3 separate regions of the Mus musculus genome follow, and regions 1 and 2 are each linked to region 3. Evidence: chromatin contacts called from public ChIA-PET and promoter capture Hi-C data. All regions are on one chromosome and are shown on one strand. Each heading gives the region's core, a stretch centred on a gene start, on an enhancer-like site or on the middle of the called end of the contact. The rest is flanking DNA. Distances are from core to core; before and after follow the strand shown. Region 1 holds the start of Traf3ip1 (TRAF3 interacting protein 1). Region 2 overlaps Lrrfip1 (leucine rich repeat (in FLII) interacting protein 1). Region 3 holds the start of Scly (selenocysteine lyase).

Region 1 (4,111 bases), core at 342-2,841, 200 kb after region 3:
CTGTGAATGACTCTTTCCTGCTCTCTCCCTCATCTCAGGGGGTGATGTAGGCTAGTAGCCCCTACTCTGCTGACTGCCCCCCAAGACTGATGGCTCCATGCTGGCCTCTGCATCCTTCCTCTGGGGAGGTCTGGGTTCCAGATATCTTTCTTGAAGCCAGGAATTGCTTATATCTTCTGGGACCCGCTTCGTTGGTGACCAGAATGTTGTCCACTGAAGAATGTCTTTCTTCAGTATGGGGGTGGGTAGGCTGAACCAAAGGCAGGGGTGAGACTCTGGAAGATAGAACTATACTCTTCAAAGTTACCTCCCCTAGGTCAGTCCCCAGAGGGTTGGTTGACAATACTTGCTGTCCTGGATCTTCTAAAAAACTTTGATACCCAGATAGACTGAAGATCTTCTGGTTGGTTAGCCCTCCTAAAGGCAGCCAAAACTGTACTCTGGCCTTCGTGTGTGTGTGTGTGTGTGTGTGTGTGTGTGTGTGTGTGTGTGTGTGTTCTTGGATCCACTTACTGTTCTGCCCTCCTCCACAAGCTGTGAGAGGATAAAGCATCATCTTCGCTTTGTTGTATGGCATAGGCTCCAGGTCCTCAGTAGAATTCCCAAGGTCAGAGGTATCTTCCAAGTAAAACCCTGAGTTCCTACCACCTGGTCCAGCATCACAAACAAGCCAGTTGCTGGCTCCAGCTTTCATTCCACACCTACATCACGATTCTGCTCAGAGTGAACTTTCTAGGGTAGGAGCTAGGTGGGTATGTTCTTAGGGGCGGTGTTTAGAGACAGGACTTCTGCTCTCTGAATTCTGCTCTCTGAACTCCCCCAGAGACCAACTCCAGCTGGGGCTCAGAGTGAGAGGGCTCTTAAAGAAGATTCTGGCTCTCGGGGTGTAGCCATGGTAGAGAGATCAGGGGCAATGTTCTAGTTGGGGTTCTGCCAGTTTGGGCAGAGGAGCTCCAGACCTCAGGCACAGCAGCAACACCTGATCCAGTAGAAGCATCTCCTGCATAGCCTCGGGTGGTGGTGAGGGTGAGGTGGGAAGTAAGTGTGTGTGTGTGTGTGTGTGTGTGTGTGTGTGTAGCAGAAAGCTGCAGCATCCTAGCCTAAGGGCCTAGCTCCTTCACAGTTTTGTGCCCGCTCTGGTGAACCAAGAGCACAGAAAATGTGGAAGGACACAACCCTTCCCCTTGGCACCATCTTAAAGATTACCTAAGGCAGGGGATGCTGGGCAGGGAACAGGAATGAAGGGATGAAAGGAGTCAAGTCCTTTTCCAAGTTTATGTGAAGTGTTATTTTCCTGGTGGGTGTTACTGTAAATGCTCTCCTTAGAAATATCAAATGGTCGCTCTTTTCTCACTCAGAATGCCAGGTCTCTGGGCAGTGCTGTGCAGCGCCCTATGGTGCGCCGGGTTGGCGGAGCAGGCTCAGGTTCAAGCAGCCACAGAGGCGGAGCGCGTGTGTCCTCCAGAGCAGCTAGAGAGGCCGGAGGGGATGGGCGGGGCCGGGCGCGCGTCCGTTGCCAAGGCCGCGCGGCCCTAGAGACCGGGTGCTGGTGGCACGCGCAAGCGCGGTGGCGAGCTGCGGTGCACTGTGGGATGGGAGACCGGCGCGCCGGGACGGCGGGCATCTCGGGGCACCGGGCAGAGGCGCGGCGCGCGAGGAGGGGCGCGAGCGGTCGCGGGCGGCAGCGCCATGAACGCCGCAGTGGTGCGGCGGACGCAGGAGGCTCTGGGCAAGGTGATCCGGAGGCCGCCGCTCACCGAGAAGCTGCTCAACAAGCCACCGTTCCGCTACCTGCACGACATCATCACCGAGGTAGGCGCGGGCTGGTGCGCGTCAGGTTGAGGTGGGGTGAGGGTAGGGGTAGAGTGCGGAACGGGTTAAGGGTCCGGGTAGTGGCGGGACGGGTTGAGGGTTGGGGTAACGGTGTTGAAGGTTATGGTTAAGTGCGGGACCGAGCGAGTGTCGGAGTGAGGGTCCGGGTAGGGTGAGAGTCGAGGTAGGATGCGCGTCTGAGTAGGATTCGTTTCGGGGTGAGAGTCAGAATTAGGGCCGGATCAAGGCGAGTGACCAGGTAGCGTGAGGATCGCGTTGAGGGACCGGGTAGTGTGAGGGGCGTTGTAGGATGCCAATCAGGGTTTGGGTCGAAATGAGGATTAGTCTCAGATGAAGGTGAGGATCAGGGTCAATGGTAAGGTCTGTGTGGCTCCGAGTGCTGATTGGATTGAGAGTGCGTTGAGGGGTGGAGGTGCAGGTCCAGGTCCAGGTGAGGGTCAGGGTTAGGTTCCAGTTGGAGTCAGGGTAGAGTAGCGGGTGCTGGTCTAGTGGTTTGGGTGGAGATAGAAGGCCCGGGTCAGAGTCTAGGTCTGTGGGTTAGGGTGCTGGAGCCAGAAGGTGAGGCTGAGAGGAGGTAGAGGCCCGGGCTGACATCGGTTTATTGAGTGTGAGCCTCGGGACAGGGTCTAGGCTCAGGGTCAAGTTGCTGTTAGGAGCTGGAGGTATGTTGGGGCTCTGGAATTGGGCTGTGCTTATACTTGAGGCCTGGGTAGGGTGCAGGTCCTTGTCTGGGACCTTCTGAGCATTCAGTGGTGCCTTCCATGTTAGGTTCCCAGGCCCACTAGGTCTTGGGACCTGCCTTACTTTACTTCTCCCAACCTGCAGCACTTACCATTATGTCTCTTTAGAGCTTGTCTTCTATTTGTTAGTGAGTCTCCAGGAAGCTGCATTGGATGAGGTACATAACATTGTACAACAGTTACAATTGTGTGGAGTCTGTCTGGGCTCTTGGTAACCCCAAGAGTGTCACTGCAGGGGGTACACAGAATGGGCATGGTACTCCAGAAGGTGCTGTGGAACTTGGGGTATGGTTGGGACTTAGAAGTCCAGAGCTCAAGGTCTCTCCCAGTGTTGACCCTCAGACTTTCTCGTCTCAGTAGGTTGAGCACTGTAGTCTACCCTTCTCGTTACTCATTTGGCCCTCCTACCTTAGCTTGTAATAGGTACTGTCTCGGAACATGGCCCTGTCTGTTAATCTTACATGTGTCCAGAAATGCTCAGGAATCCACCCACATCCCAAGGTGCTCTGCCGCCTGGTAGTCTCCTCTCCCAGTCTGTGAGGCGTTTGTAGCCTATCCTGGAAGGTCTGAGGAAGGGACTGGTGGTGTGGAGAGCCCTGGGAAGCAGGCAGTTGCCACTCTTCAACAGTGAAGGAGTCAAGAAGACTCAGGCATCATGGCACCGGCCTATCACAGTGGAGACTGCTAGGCCTGTGTTTTTATTCTGTTAGTACCCTCAGCCCATGGCTTACGGGGAGTGCTACTCAGCCTCAGATCACTCAGGAACGGAGTGGGGCTTATGGGAGGGAAGAGGAAAGAAGTGGGAGATGACTGTTGACAGGTAGACAGGTGAGGAGTGAGGGCTGCTTTTCTTTTAGACTTTACTGGATCCAGTGGTGAAGCCGGTCTGTTTTGGTATGAAGGTACGTACATTAGCTGTCACCTCCTTGATAAGGAAGGCTGTCAGAGTTGATGTACTTGGAAGTTTTTTCAGAGCAGAGGTAGAGAGCCTCCCTGAAGGTTCTTTACTGTCCCTGAATACTGCATTCAAGTCTCTTCCATGAGGTAGCTACAGCTGTTTCTTCATTAAGCTGACATTCAGACACAAATGTCTCTTGTCACAGTTGCTGCTCACAATTTAAACTGCCAGTGTCTTGGGGAAACCTGAGCAAAGTCAGTTTCAGGAGTGTTAGATTGGGATGCTCTGGTGGTCTGTGTGCCAGCCAGCTGTCTCCTAAAAAAAAAGCCCAGCCCAGCAATATGTTTCTCCTGAAGTTTGTTGTGAGATGGACTCTTCTAGATTAATTAATGACTAGAACGATGTTGCCAAAGTAATTGTAGCCCCATCCCAGAGGAGTGACATTCACATGGGGATGTCTTGCTGCTGATGTTTTTAAAGCCTGCCTCCTGTACCCATGGTAACATGTTACTATGTACCACAAGTCTGGTCATATGAGTCCTCTCCAAGCACCACATTTACATTCTTGGTGTTTTTTTTTTTTTTTTTTTTTCCTGTTACCCGTCTTACTGATTTTTTAGCAATATGTACTTTTGAGAAT
Region 2 (4,062 bases), core at 785-3,284, 200 kb before region 3:
CTGCCTACTGTAGGCGATACCATCCCTAGACAGTCCTGGGTTTTATAAAAAAGCTAGCCATGGTTCCTACCTCCAAGTTCCTGCCCTGGTGCCCCCTCTATGGCAGACTGTGTCCTGGGGGGTGCAAGCCAGATAAAGCTTTTCCTTCCCAAGTTGCTTTTGGTTGGAAAGCCACAGAAAGAAATGTAGGAAGTGCACACATGCGCGCGCACCCCCCCCCCATATTTTTCTCATGTTAATTGAGCACCTAGAATAGTCTGGTCATGAGTCAACAGTGTTAGGCAATGCAAACCTGCCCTCGCCCTTCATGGGATACACAGACTGGGCTAGAAGATGTTCATCAAATAAATAACATAAACATCAGTTGCACCTGCACGAGCCATGAGGGCAGGTGCGTGGAGAGAGGCAGAAGCTGGGGTTAGAGGATCTAGGCTTGAACCACAGCCAAGCAGAGCCAGGTGACACCTAGGGCATCCTCCTCATCTAAGCCCTACAGCCCACTGGAATCCAAGAGAGCTTCCACAGATCTGAAGCATCCTTCAGGAATGTCTCGGGTGGAGCCAGGACTTGCTGTCTTGTGTACTCATAGAAAAGTGCTGAGCTAGCTGTCTGCCCATTCGAATTTGAAAACAAAGACACCCCCACCCCCCCACCCCCCACCCCCGCCCCCGTGATTCATGTTGTCTAAAGAGGCAAGGCAGGGTCCAGGTGGAGAGCAAGCTTGCACCTATGGGTACGAGATTGGATCTAAAACCTATGGTCCACCAAGTATGGTGGCTCATAATGGTAATCCCAATACTAGAGAGGCTGAGAAAGGTGAAGCCTGATTTCAAGGCTACCTTGGGCAACGCAGTGAATCTCAGGCTACTCTCAATCCCGTAAACTCTGTCTTAAAAATAGAATTAGGGCCAGTGTGATGGCTTAGTGGGTAAAGGTACTTACTGTCACGCCTGATGAGTCTGAACCCAAAGTCTCACATAGAAGGGGAGACCAAGCCCCACTAGTTGCCCTCTGACCCCTCCCCAACATGTGTCATGTCATGCACACATACCCCAAATAAATAATACACAATAAAACCAAAAATCCCCACTCCAACAGTAAGCCCCACTGTTACCTGCATTCGAAGGGAATTGGTCCTTAAAACCGGTGCTCCCTGAGCAGGGTTTGCTGTGTCCCTTGTTTTGAGAGGGTCGTTGCAATGGGAGCCTGTTTGCTTTCCAGGGTCTTGCTGTGGCCCACCTGGGAGCTGGGACCATGAGGCTAGGTTCTCTCATACCCAGCTCTTTCTTGGGTCTCTCTACCTTCTAATGGTGACATGCAAGCTGATGTTTAAAATGTCATCATGTGATTCTCATCAGAAACCCACTGAGATGGTGCGGACTGGACTCACTGTGCTACCGTCTTCCTGTAGAGGACTTGGTTTTAGAAGGGAAGGAGTCTTTGCTCCCATTGAAGTTTCTTAGAAGGGACTTGTTTTTAGGAGGAAAAAAAAATTTAGAGGAAGAAAATTGAGACTAGTTCTTGCTCTGGGGCCAAGCATGGCCTCAGAGTCAAACCTTTCTTCCCCAACCTCTCACATGTTAGAATTACAGGCATGTGCCACCATGCCTGGTAAATTTTAGATGTCTTTGAATACACTTAGTGGCAATGATAAAAGACTGTGCCATCTGGAATCCTGTTAGTGGGGCATTACTCTCAACTGCGGAGAACTGGGGAATGGTGATAGAACAACTCAGTGGGTCACAAGAGTCCTATGACTTGCTTGTCCCTTGTGCCTGCTGTGGCCAACAGCAGCCCTTGAGCTCCACCCTTCTGTGGCCACCTTTGGTGGCCTTGTCTCCATGGCAGCCTTCACACCGGTCACGGAACAGCCGTGAATGTGTGCTGTCTGTTATTTTCAGAGGGGCAGTGACATGCTCAGAGTGAAGCATTCCGTCTGGGTTACTTATCTGTCCCTTTGTGTCTGGGGCTTTCTGAAAAGGGTACAGCTGTCTGCTTTCTGGGCCTGACCTGAGGCCAACCTAACCATAGACAGACCAGGCTAGACCGCCATCTAGTGGAGCCAGCGGGAATAGCAGACCTGTTGGGGCCCTTTGGGGCCCCTGGCTGTTTCAAAAAGGCTGACAAATAGATGCACTTTGTCAATTTGAAGACAAAACTAGATGCACTATATGCTGAAGGGTACATTTCATGTATCTGTGTTGAGAGCAGGAACACAGTTTTAGATTTTTCTCCACATGGTCTCTATATCCCCACCCCAAGTTTTCGTATTCTGCATTAACTATCTATGTTAGAGCAAAGACTTTAAAAAAAAAAAAAACTATGGGACATACAAACTATATTTTTCTCTCTATTGGCTTTTTTTGAGGCCTCCACATGCACACACGTGCTCCCAAACATGAACATGCATACACGAATACATACCCAAGGAGAGGGGAGCAGGGCTCTTCCATTCTGTAAATGCATACACATGTTCACAGTTGTGAACATTCATACATGTGCACACCCCCAAGGAAAATGGAGCAGGGCTCTTTAACTCTGCAGACAGTGAGATATGACTGTCTCAATCGGGGCCTGCCTTAGCATCCCCAGATTGTACAGTTAGGCCAGTGTGAACTTCACACCTGCTAATAACCCCACACATGAGCAGTGGCTAGCTGTGACTCCACTGGTCTGTGCAGCAGGGCCCCTGAGTCCTTGCCATGTGCTAGTTAGACTTGGGACACACCTAGAAAAGAAACGGGCATCGGAGGTGCCCACTGGTCTTGTGTTTGGTGACCATTTTCACTTGCTATTCATGTTGTCTGTGCTCTGTAACCTCAGAGCATGGTGGTTACCATTGTAAACCTGCACAGGTATCCACAGAGTCCCAGGCCACTCATATCTGTGAGTCTGAGATGCAGTGTCACTCCTCTTTTGGTGAAAACTCTTGGGGTCAAAGCTAAGAACTTCTGAACTTGGCATTAAGAGGGCAGCAGGTTCTGATGGTGTTTCAGCATGGTGCCTGCGTGACTGACTTCCCAGAGGCCCAGGAATGGAACTTGGTCTCATAGTAGATGTTGAGCAAAGGAAGGGATAGTCCTTAAGTCAGACTCAGCCTCTGTCCCCAAGACACCCTCTACCCCAGGTGTGTACATCCCTTGGGACCCAGCACCAATGCACACTGCTCTCAGCCTCCTAGACTGCTCCAAGTCCCACTGAGGCTTCTATCTGAGGGAAGGAAGGGCCCCAGAGAGGCAGGAAAGATGGGGAGAGCCAGAGTTTAATAAGAGTTTCTCTTTTTACTTTTTAAATTATAGCACAAGCTAGCGTTTCTTGATTTGTGCAGTTGGTTTGGACTTTTTGTTGTTGTTATTGTTGTTGTTGTTGTTGTTGTTGTTGTGTTTCTTTTGTTTTTTAGCATCAATCTCCAGATCAATACAGGTCTTTGAAATGATCATAGGAGTTGTAATTCAGTGCTTTGTAATATTTGACAGCTGTCCATTTCCCCCACAGGTAGAAGAAAGACCAGACAAAGACTTTGCTGAGAAGGTAAGGATTTCTGTAAGCCTCTGCCTTAGCTTAGTTGTGAAACGAGATGGTCTTGGGTGAGGCTGACAGGAACCCAGTTACTTGGTGCTTAATAAAGTAATCGAATGACAGAGGCTACTAAGAGGGCCACACAACATGATGTTATATCCCCAAAGGAGTCCATCATGAGTTGAAATATGAGGGACAGCGAAGAGCTCATGGCTAACCAGACACCAGTGAGACAGCTCCGAATGAACCCTCTTTATCACTAGCCAGAAGTCCAGTAGAGAAACTGAGTTTAAAAAAGGGTGCTCTGGGGCCAGAGAAATGGCTCAGTGGATAAAGTGATTGCTGCACAAAAGTGACAGCTTGAGTTCAAATCCCCAGCCCACATGTAAAAAGCCGGTGTGTTCACACGGACCTGTAGCCCCAATACTGCAGCTGGCCATCTAGCTCACCGTGCCTCACACACATGCTCATACACAAACATGATCACCTGTGGAAGCTAACATTGACAGAAAAGGTTCTGAGATGTTCAACCCGTTGGTAATT
Region 3 (3,951 bases), core at 613-3,112:
TCTGTGAAGATGACCAGTTTGAGCATCAAGCCAGCTGCCAAGTTTTAGAAGCAGAAACATTTAAATGTGTTTCCTGCAGTCAACTTGGCCAGCATTCATGTCTCCGCTGTAAGGCTTGTTTCTGTGATGAACATACAAGGAGCAAAGTGTTTAAGCAAGAAAAAGGAAAACAACCTCCTTGCCCTAAATGTGGGCATGAAACACAGGAGACAAAGGATCTTAACATGTCAACACGCTCCTTGAAATTTGGCAGGCAGACTGGAGGAGAAGAAGGGTATGATGCGTCGGACAAGTATGGAGATACTGGATACCATGATGAGGAGGAGGAGGATGAAGCAGAGGATGAAGAGGAAGAAGATGGGAAGGACTCAAATGCTGAGTCATCAGATCTGTTCAGTAACTTGAATTTAGGAAGGACCTATGCCAGTGGCTACGCTCACTACGAGGAGCAGGAGAGCTAGGAGCTGCCCCTTGTTGGCACTTGTGGGAAGAGCAGGCTGAATCTGAGGATGCTCAGACGGACCCTCCCTTGCCTTGTCCAAAAGGCCAGTCACACTGGGCTCGGGAGGTTCTAGCAGTTTATAGGGATGCTATGTGAACTTGCAGTGTATGTAAAGTGAGTTAGATGTATGACAGATGGAGCATCATGGATTGGGTTATTACTGAGTTCAATAATCGGGTGGGTTTTGCCAGCTAGAAACATAATAAAATACACGATAAAGGAATAGAAAGCAAATATATTTATTTGAAATTAAATTACCGTCTTTATTAAAGGCACTGCTTATAAATTCATGTCTCTGATTTTACAAAGTGTAATGGGTAAAATTACCATATTCTTTTTCTTATTTCAATCCATACAATGAGAGTCATGTTCAGTTTTTCACTGACTTCATGCTGGGTAATGTTCACTCTGCATTAGCGGTTGCCATGTTCACCGTTTTCTTACAATGTCTATCCAGTGCTTGTTACTGTCTCACTGACAGACAGAAGTCTAGCTGTTTTCATCCACATAATGGCAGGCAGGACTAGTGTTGCTGATGCTTCACCCAGAGAATCTCATTTTACAATAAAGTTAGCATTATACTTGAAAAATAAAAAATAAAACACACGTTCAGAACTCACTTTGTAGACCAGGCTGGCCTCGAACTCACAGAGATTGGCCAGCTTATGCCTCTGGAGGGCTGGGATGAAAGGCCAGTACTACTACTGTCCTGCTTCACGCCTTTCAATTGTTTAAAAAAAGATTTTTATGTGTATGAGTCTGTTTATGCGTCTGTCTGCACTTACATACGAGCACCATGTGCATGCCTAGTGACTATAACCTTCCATAATTTTAACAGCCCTGCTTAGCTCACCTCTGATCTAGATCGCCTCAAAAGTATCAACACATAACTTCCTAATTTCAGGCAATTAAATCATTCGCGAAGGCGGATGTGGGGTATCCTATGTCCAGCGAGCACTAGCCGCCAACCCTTCCAGGCGCTCAGTCTTGGCTGCTGCGGTGCCTCTCATTGCACCGCGCATCCTAACACTTTTACTTCCATGAACTTTGCGGCGACCGGTGAAGTCACTGGTCCTTCTGTCACTAGTGACAGCCCAGGGAGGTGGGCTCCCAGAGCACGGTGCCAGTAGCTGGAGCACCCAGATGACTCGCCATGAGCGGCGCGCGCTTTGCCGATGACCGGTTAGATAGGACCGGCAGCGCGGTGGCCCTACTAAGGTAGTCTCCAGCTCCGTCCCACTGCCACCTGACCCCACATGACCAATCAACCAGTCAGGGGCGGAGGCAGGGCCCGTGCGGCTCACAGATTGGCCAAAGCGCGAAGCGCAGCCAATGCGGATACTCCGGGACCCGAGGCTCCGCCCATTCAGAGACTTCGGGGCGCTCAGGCTTGGGGTGACCTGCCGGCGATCAGGGGGATGGACGCGGCGCGAAATGGCGCGCTGGGCAGTGTGGAGAGCCTACCCGACAGGTGCGCTCCCTTCAAGGAGCCCGCAGGGCCTAGGGACACCTGGGGGACCTCAGTGAGTGTATGGTGAGGCGGGAGGAAGGGACACGCAGAAGCGTCCGGCCACAGGAACCGGGAGAGAACAGGCTACCGCCCAAGCTGAGGGCAGAAGGGGGCCCACGGGTGACAACTGTGCCGAGTGTGGCCACATCATCCTCCCGCGTTTCGGGCTTCTTCCCAGGGAATGGGCTCTTCCTGGAGGTTGGAACTGGCAGCCGAATCGCGATTATCTGCGTTTTACAAGAATCGCCGCTGCTTAGAGTCTAGGATGGCGTGGCTGTGGGACGGGGGGGAACGGGGGGGGGGGACGGGACTTTGGGGCCCATTTGACCACCCGAAGGTTTAAAGTGGGCTTTGGGGCGGGAACCCTAGGAGCACCAGGACAGTGGGGGAGACCTGCCTTCTCTTGCTGTCCACTGGGCTGTGGGACCTCCTCCCCTGGCGCGCAAGGAACCGGAGGTCCTGGCTCAGCCTTCTCCCACCCAGGAATGTGTTATACCAGAAGCCCCCTCTCCATCCCCATCTCATTTTTTTCTTCTTTCTCTTTTCTCTTTTACCCCCGGTCCCTCCTCCACCTCAGCCCCATAAGGCCTCGATATGTAGTCCAGGCTACTCCTGCCTTCTCCGATATGGTGGAACTTGCCTATAATCCCAACACTGAGGACAGGAGGATTGTGATTTGGAGGCCAGCTTGGATCACACAGTGAGAACCTGTCTCATAAAGGCCTAAGCCTGGTGGCTTGAGCCTATACCAGACGTTTATTAAGCAGTTTCACTTTCTCTAGGAAGCCCGCTAATAACAGAGTCAATCGCTGATAAAATGCAAACCATAAACCAGTTCGGCCAAGCTATAGATGGGAAAACCAGTCACTTGGCAGGCCTATGGGTGTGCAGCACTTTGGGGGCTCTTTATTTCTAGGAAGGAACAGACTTGGGACACAGGCAAAGCCTGCGGCAATGGGAATTCCAGCCCCAGGGTGGTCAGGTAGGTCCACATTACAAAGCCCAGCCTTGCAAGATCAGGTGACTGCGTGGCACTTAAAGCAAAGATAGGAGATGAAAGCTTCTTCCTGCCTGTTCTGCCGTGCTCCCCTGGACATAGTTGGGCAGTGTGTGCTGGCTCACCACTGCATCGGCTTGAACACTGGTTTGATGTAAAACCAAGTGAAATAATGACTGTTTTCAGGCCCGATTGCCTACCATAGAGATTTCCGAAGGTCTGGGACCCTGGTGAGAACACAAGCAGATAACTCTCCTTAGGGAGGGTCTCTGGGGCTTTGAACTCTGTGTCCTGTGGATGAAGTTCCTACATAGGAAGACAAAGCCTGCTTGTTCCTGGAGCTGCTCATCACTTGCTCCCTAGAGAGGACACTAAGCATGTGACTCTTGGGTCAGATGATGAATGGGTCCACAGCGGAAGACAGGGAGGGAGGGAGGGAAGGAAGAGGGCCAGGCTGCGTGCGGCCTACAGTTTCCAATCGAACCCTGGAGCCTCATCCAAACAGATCTGCTGAAGCACAGACTTTAAAAAGTTTAGGTAGAGTGGGGGTGGGGCAAGAAAAACTGAAAATGCAAGTTGCCCCAGGGAGAGACCTGCCCAGTAAAAGCCAGGGAGGGGACAGCCATAGCCCTGGGAAGCCTCCAGCAAAGATGAGTACAAAGCTCCTTCCTAGAGGCAGTTCCTGGAGGACTGGAAGGGGCAGATGGCTCCAAGTTGTTGGGAAATTACCCAGGGGAATGTGGGACTCCCCAGCCATTGGCAGATCCTTCCTCCCTCCCTTCCTGGAGTTGGGCCGCATCTCTGGCCTCCAGCCATCAGTCAGCCTCATGCTAGGGGAGATTATGGCCATCTTGTATGGGGCAGCTACTGGGTGACTGGAAACCATGGTGTCTCCCATCAGGAGGGAGAACATGGAGAGCTGAGGTCTAATAGCCTACCTGG

The links. ChIA-PET counts read pairs in DNA pulled down with a chosen protein or histone mark. Capture Hi-C pulls out chosen DNA fragments and counts their contacts.
Region 1: a contact with region 3 is called in a promoter capture Hi-C map of liver. The contact joins the promoter of Traf3ip1 here to the promoter of Scly in region 3. A contact is called at or near these places in 2 of 39 promoter capture datasets (hematopoietic stem and progenitor cells and pre-B cells), 2 of 484 Hi-C or Micro-C datasets (B cells and nephron progenitors), 2 of 115 datasets of contacts at active chromatin or transcription factors (memory CD8 T cells and pancreatic cancer cells) and 3 of 9 other capture datasets (adipose tissue, liver and pancreatic islet).
Region 2: an RNA polymerase II ChIA-PET map of memory CD8 T cells shows a contact between it and region 3, with 143 read pairs. The contact joins the enhancer-like site here to the promoter of Scly in region 3. A contact is called at or near these places in 2 of 39 promoter capture datasets (hippocampal neurons and pre-B cells), 5 of 484 Hi-C or Micro-C datasets (B cells, CD4 T cells, the G1E-ER4 cell line and 2 more), 4 of 115 datasets of contacts at active chromatin or transcription factors (bone marrow-derived macrophages, memory CD8 T cells, pancreatic cancer cells and 1 more) and 2 of 9 other capture datasets (adipose tissue and liver).

Annotation. Positions count from the first base shown.
Region 1 is chr1:91,493,077-91,497,187 of GRCm38.p6, forward strand. It overlaps Traf3ip1 (TRAF3 interacting protein 1), which reads left to right and starts at 1,592. Exons shown (of 15, transcript NM_028718.2): 1 at 1,592-1,812. The coding sequence starts at 1,690.
Region 2 is chr1:91,097,082-91,101,143 of GRCm38.p6, forward strand. It overlaps Lrrfip1 (leucine rich repeat (in FLII) interacting protein 1), which reads left to right. Exons shown (of 25, transcript NM_001310732.1): 13 at 3,496-3,531. Among named protein-coding and RNA genes, the nearest start is that of Lrrfip1, 46 kb to the left of the region's middle. Within about 2 kb of position 2,035, at least 105 of the 459 cell types and tissues checked have an H3K27ac peak or open chromatin away from gene starts, as enhancers often do. A contact at or near this core is called in B cells, bone marrow-derived macrophages, liver and 2 more, where this site is marked.
Region 3 is chr1:91,296,476-91,300,426 of GRCm38.p6, forward strand. It overlaps Scly (selenocysteine lyase), which reads left to right and starts at 1,863. Exons shown (of 12, transcript NM_016717.3): 1 at 1,863-1,973. The coding sequence starts at 1,921. It also overlaps the pseudogene Gm7785.